Regions from separate parts of the Arachis hypogaea genome. Here region 2 is linked to region 1. A link is a contact called in public Hi-C data. All regions are on one chromosome and are shown on one strand. The core of a region is the stretch at or near the end of the contact, and the rest is flanking DNA. Distances in the headings are between cores, read along the strand shown.

Region 1 (3,625 bases), core at 1,096-3,595:
ATAAAAAAATATATTTTTTTAATTTTTAAATTATTAATTTTTTTAATAAATTTTTTAATAAAATTTTTTTAATAAATTATTAATTTTTTAACAGCATAATTTGAATTATACCATGAATTACTGTGTGTAATTCGAACCAAGCTGGTTCGAATTAGTGTGTGTTTGTGTGTAATTCGAACCAAGCTGGTTCGAATTATGTGTGTGCGTGTGTTTCTACATAATTCGAACCAAGCTGGTTCGAATTATGTAGAAATAGAGTTCGAACCAAACTGGTTCGAACTACATATAAACGTGCATTGGTGGATTCATGAAGCAATTTTCGTTTTAGCTTATTAACGTAAATTATTTTCTCCCTTGGTTTATTTTTGTTTTTTACCCCTCTATTAATATAGAAGTCTTAAATAATTTGAGCCTTGAGACTATGCAAGTGTCACTCAATTGGATGTCAAAACACTGTTTATGAATGACTATTTATATCATTTTGTTGGTTTTTGTTGGACAAGAGAACGGTTGTACCAAATGTCCAAAGCTCATCGGGTTACAAAAGTTTCCTTTAATAGAAGCTCCTCTCGTTTCAAATTGGATTGGGTAGTTTGATTGCCCCAGCCAAATAAGAGGGCTTTTATGTTTGGAGCGTTAAAGAAAGGATACAATTCTCTTTTATTTTTTTTTTATCTCGTGTCGTGAACATATGATCAAGTTATGATAATTGTTGTTCACTTGTTCAGGTTTAATTCTAGGAGATAACCAAAACAAAAACAAGATTAATGTTAGTAGGATGACAAAGAGCACATCAAAGAATATTTACTGTTAACTTTTTGGGTTAACAAAGGGCATATAAAACCCCAAAATTAAACAAGAATGTTAGACAAGAAAAAAATTAGATCGAGATAATCTCAGTTAGTTACGAGAAAGAAAAGACTACTTTTTTTTTTTGTTGACAAAGAAAAGACTACTTGATCAAATATAGCTCTATTTCTGAAAAAATAAATAAATAAAAAATAGAAGCAGCAAAACTATTAAAATTTAATACTGTCTAGTCTAAAAAAATTTAGGTATAGTAAGATGATGTTTTATGAATGTTATTGGATCTAGTTTGCAATTCATGATTACCGAGTATCACATAAATGAGAGTTAATACTTAAAATGGCTCTTGGAATTTGACCCGACTCAATTTAGTCCTCAAGGTTTCAATTGACTCTAATTGTACCTTGAAATTTTGATCCGCGCCTCAATTTGACCCTTCTGTCGCTTTCCGTCACCGAAGAGCTGACCTGGCAATTTTGGTTGTCATTTGGCACGTCGTTTAACTCTTGGCGCCCAAATTGTTTAGAAACGACGTCGTGTGACATGAGAAAGGGGTAAACCCAAACGTTAACCAACTCAAAATGAAATCCTCAATTGACCCTTCTTCTTCCTCCTCCTCCCTTCGTATACGTACCCTCAGAGAAGAACCATGGGTATCGCTGTAACTAAAGCTTGAAGCTTTTCTTACTTGTTTTGCCCCTAATTGTGAAGACTAATTGTGAAGACTAATTGCCTGAGAATCACCATCTTTTCAAAATGTTACATGAGGTTTGTTTTTCATTTTTTTCGCTCTATTTCATGAGGTTTGTTTTTTATTTTTTTCGCTCTATTAACCTAATGGAGGAGAAGCAGACACACCCAAAATTGTTGCTATTGCTTCTGGTGCATATCATAATCTTGCTCTTGCAGGTTTTGTAACAGTGTAACTCTTCACACCTACTCAATTTTCTTTTATTTATTATTTTTCTTTTTTTTTTGAAGTTAATTAATTTTGATACATTAAGAGTAATATCTGACTTTTTTAAGTATATGTTTAATTAATTTGATCAAAAGAGGAACAATTGAACCCTTTTTCTTTATAAGCTTATATAAGGGAATAAGGAATATATGATAAATTGTTATGTCAGTCAAGACATTAGAATGATTTTTAATGATATGTTGTCAGACTCTTGCTGCATTATTGGCTGCATTTTAAAATTACATGTAAGGCTACTTTTTGAGCACTAATAGTTGCTAACATCAACTATATGAAATTAATATGGAGAAAAATATTTGAGACAATATAACAAATTTTATGCATCTTCTTAATTGCATTGCAAGTGTAATGGTGTGAATAAATATGTCAAATTTTTACCTTTTTTATGTCTTTTGGGTCTCAGAGTAAACATTGATAAGTGCTAATAAGGGAAGAAGAATTCAGTCTCTCTCTCTTCAAAAATGGATCAATTACTATACCCTACTTTTGCAAGAGTGAATATCATGTAGATGTCTTTGGAATTTTGTGCTGATATAGATATGTAGCACCATAAGTACTAGGTATGGATGGTCAACTTGGCACTAACAGAGAGGACACACCTGATGAAAATTCTATTGGTGGAGTTTATAACCTAGCACCCCACCTATTGAATAAGTTTCCCGAATTGCACTCACTTGAAGGAAAAGGATCAATTAAGGTACAATAAGAAACATGAATTTCATCCTAAAACATAAAACATCGTGAGAATGTCTTAATGTGTTTTTTGCCCATTTAATTTTAGCAGATACATGCTGCCAAAGCAGGAGAAAAGATGTCTATGGTTATTGATAATCGTGACACCTTCTGGATGTGGAGAAACTACCCACAAGAAAGCAAAGGTGAATTCTCTCTTCTAAGTAGTTTCATTCCAATGCCAATACTGGCCTTTCATGGCCTTAATGTTGCCAAGGTTGCATGTGGAAATGAGTATATTGTAGCATTGGTTAGTACCGAAGAATCAAACAATGGTGAAGATTTGGTTTGCTACTCTTACGGTTTTAACAACCATGGCCAGTTAGGATTGGGGAATAGGGAGAACATGGCACATCCAGAAGTTGTGAAAACATTTGATGAGGAGTCCCCTTGGACAATTTATGACATAGCATGTGATGCTGCTCACACTGCCTTGCTCACTCGCAAAAAGAAATCTACCGAGTTGGAAAGCAAGTACTGGACTTTTGGCCTTGGGGATAATGGCCAACTCGGGCATGGAACAACCCAAAGCGCATTATTTCCTACCCCTGTTCAAGACTTGCCGCAAGATATATCTCTTATTGGTATCGATTGCGGCTTGTTTTATACAAGTGTGGTTTCCTCATCAGGGGATGTGTTGTCATGGGGAATGGAGAAGGGTCTTGGCTTATGCCCTGATGTTGGTTGTGGTTCATCAGATTCAAGTGATGCCCTCTCACCCTTGCGTAAACTGTGTGTTTCATACCAACCTAAGTTTCCAGATCCGGTTCAAGTTGCATGTGGAGCTGCACATGCTGTTATTGTTGTGCGGGATGGATATAATGTGTGGTCTTGGGGTAGGGGGCGATGTGGAGTTCTTGGAACCGGTAACGAATTGGATTGTTATACCCCCTACCAAGGTGCGGTGGTCTCTAGTGACAGAAAATTCAGAGGAAGAGGAATCAAAGAGCTCCCAAACCATCGAAGAATAGGACGCAACCCAGAACCACACCAATGGAGAACCTTCCCACCTCTGTCACGGTATGTGTTCTTAACCCAATCACCATACGAATGAGCTCTACTAGAGCTACTTGAACTTTGACTGTTGCTCCCCAACATCCTTCTCAACTC
Region 2 (3,303 bases), core at 274-2,773, 180 kb after region 1:
GTTGAGGTTGAGTGTAGGGTAGTTTAGAAATTTTATTAAAAAATCAACAAAAAAAAAAGATTTGGATACTTTTGTCATACGGAACCCATCTTTCATGGGTACAGCGTTAATTTTCTTAGTTTATGGATACTTTTGTCAGTATTCGTAAACTTTATGGGTACTTTTGGTAGTTTTTCCTTAACTATATATAATGTTCAATTTATTTTAAGCTGGGTTAAAATAATTTTTGTTCAAGTAATTTTTTTTTAAATATGAGCTATAATTAATTGAAGACTTTATTTTATGAAATTTGGATTAACAATATGATCTTACTTGTAATTAAGTCCAATAATTTGAATTGATTCATGTTTTGAGCCGTGCATATCTATTAGATCCATTAGCTTTCAACTCATAAAGATTTTCATTTAGAAGGTTTTCTTGAGTAAATAAAAAAAAAATACACATGAAAAAATTTTAGATTACAAAAATATACATGACAAGATCAAAATTTTAATATATATTTTTATGATCTTAAAATTTGTTATGTGTACTTTTTATTCATTTATTCATTTTTGTATATATCAACCCCGACTTAAAGCATTGTGAGCAAAATATGAGAAAATATAAGAAAGCCGCTAGTGGTGAGGATGTTGCGGTGGCCGGAAAATGTGGTGACGGCGGTGGTAGGGAAACTTAAAAGAGGGTGGTGATTGGTGAATTGTGACGGGGTGATCCACCTGGTGCGCACATTAGTGCTTGGTAGTGGAAACATGACCATGACTGCGATACCTTCTTCCCTCCCTCAAATTCTTTTTGACTCTCTGTTCCTCAACACTCCCATTCACTTACACCCACAGCACCCCCCACAAAATTAATATTTGCAACTACATCCTACAACACAAACTCTACATTTTTATTTATTTATTTTACTTTTCTTTATTCAAGCCACCAAAATAAGAATATATTCTAAATTTAACAAACACTTATAAAAAGAAAAATATTTATAAACTAGAGTTTAAAATATTTATAAATTAGAGTTTAATTTTTATGTATTGAATAATGTAAAACATTGCAATTATAACCATTCTCTTGATGGACTATTCACACAATTAATATAAAAAATAGTTATTTTTATTAATATAATGTTATGTGATTAAATACATTTGTAAAATAATTATGGGGAGTATTAAGTAAACAATAACTATCTTGAACAATATGAATAACCACTAATCAAATAAAAATATACTACACTCTAATTTAATGCTACTAATTAAATTTAAAATTAATTTATTTTTTCAACCTTATTAATTCATATTGTTCATGTTCAAAAATATTATTAATTACCTATACTTTTTCAATAATTATATACCGCAAGTGTATTAAAATTAAATTCTAATAAATTAGATAGTAAAAGAAGTTACAAGGGAACAATTATGTTAACTATTAGAATCCTCAGCAAAAATAATTCTATTTTATATTAATTAAATAAATTAAATAAATAATTTTTTAAAGAAATAAATATGATTGGACAAATAATGTAAAACATTTTATACAAAATCATAAAAATAATAATGGTGGGCTTCATCTTCCATTTTGATGAATAAAAAATTGGGCATTGTGAAAGGCGTCGTCTTCTCAACGCAATGATGGAAGGTTTATGGTTATGAATGAGTCATGAGTACTTTCTTTCTGCTGCTTCTTCATTTCAACAAAGCTACCTTTCTATAACTCTTAGGTTCGGCTTTTATTATTATTAGCCCCTTTTTTGTTAATTTTAATTCTAATTTTCCTTTTTTTAATATAGTACTCAATAAATAATTATCCTAATCCATATAAGTGCTGTGGAAAACGAGGAAGCCACTGAAGTGAGTACGGATCACACACTGTTTTGTAGTTTATGACATAAGAAGCATAGAGAGAGAGAGATGCTTTTGTCTTTTGTTTTTGAACTAAGCTTGCTTTTGTTTCTTGTCTTTGCTACAATTTCGAGTTCTTCTAGGATTACCGGTACTTTCTTTCTTCTCCCAGTTAGTTATTGCTACTTCTTTTGGTGTTGCCCTTTGGGAAAAGGAAAAGGGTATAGTTTAGGATTTGGTTTTTCATGTGTCCTTTATATGTAAGCCTTTAACATCTTTTTTGGTTTGTTTTGGAAAAGAAAAGATAGTACTGTGGAATCTTTTGCATAGGGTGGTGTTGTTTTTGTGGCTATGATGAAGGAAGAAAAAAACTAAAAGCTTGGATTAATATAATTGGTTAAACAGAATTATGAATTATGCAGTGTTTGTGTTTGTGTTATTGTCTGGTTTTCTTATTTTGCTTGAAATTGGATTGATAATTAAGTTATTTAAAGGGTTCCTATGAATCTTCTGCTACCCTTTTCTATGTTGGTTTTGGTCCCTTCACCCTCCTACTACTATTACTATGATATTGGAAGAGGCATGTGCATGTGTGAATCCCAGTTCTATTTTTATTTTTTAATTTTATTTCTTCTTAATCGTAAATATCTTTCTTCTTCATCATGGTCAATAGTGGCTCTTTTAGTCTTTAAGCTAAATAACTTATTCTTGTCAGCACCATCTTCTGTTTCTTGTTAAAGTGTTTTGGTCTTTTCAGCTGATAGCTTTTTGCAGTCTTATTTTGAAAGACACATAATTGGTAACTTTTGAGCAACTTTTCAAGCAAACATTTGAGTAGTATTTCAAAAGAGTTTGGTTTAATGTGTTTTAAATGATCACTATTTCTATAAAGGCATCTATCCTTTTGCATTCGCTTTTCTTGTGTGTAACTTGTATAGTAATGAATTGGTTATATTATATAAACAGAAGATTATTTTGATCTTAACAATCATATTCACTGATTTTCATTGAATGGTTACTTGATGATGTCATCTCTTGAAGGCATATGTATACATTATAACTTGTGGTTATTAGTGCAAGATTGATTGAGCATTAATGTTTTCTTTTTCCTTGGCAGCAGTTTGATATACATGTATGTGTTGAATGCTGAACACTGACTGAATTTCTGTGCCGATTAGTCCGTAGAGCATGAATTCACCATCGACGCAGTTCGTTTCCTCGAGAAGGATGGGTGTGTATGATCCTATCCAGCAGATCAATATGTGGGGAGATAGCCTCAAAAGTAATGTCAATTTAAGTGCATCCATTCCCTTAATTGATGAAGCCGACATTAAGTTTGATAGTCAGGTACCACGAGTTTACAGAATTTCTTGCTATGTTTTCTTGGGAAATGAGAATGCCTATTCTGCCTACTAATCAAATCTGTTTATGCCGTTTGTTGCCTAGTCAGAGGATGCTTCTCATGGTA

The links. Hi-C and Micro-C count contacts between places; a contact is called where the count stands out from the background.
Region 2: a Hi-C map of leaf shows a contact between it and region 1, with 4 times the contacts expected there. The contact joins the promoter of LOC112783931 here to the promoter of LOC112785602 in region 1. A contact is called at or near these places in 3 of 8 Hi-C or Micro-C datasets (leaf and an unstated tissue).

The regions. Positions count from the first base shown.
Region 1 is chr20:23,653,547-23,657,171 of arahy.Tifrunner.gnm2.J5K5, forward strand. LOC112785602 reads left to right here and starts at 2,346. Exons shown (of 5, transcript XM_072230989.1): 1 at 2,346-2,480; 2 at 2,568-3,414. The coding sequence starts at 2,346.
Region 2 is chr20:23,832,260-23,835,562 of arahy.Tifrunner.gnm2.J5K5, forward strand. It overlaps LOC112783931 (transcription factor TGA4), which reads left to right and starts at 1,524. Exons shown (of 9, transcript XM_025827011.3): 1 at 1,524-1,714; 2 at 2,956-3,182; 3 at 3,282-3,303. The coding sequence starts at 3,024.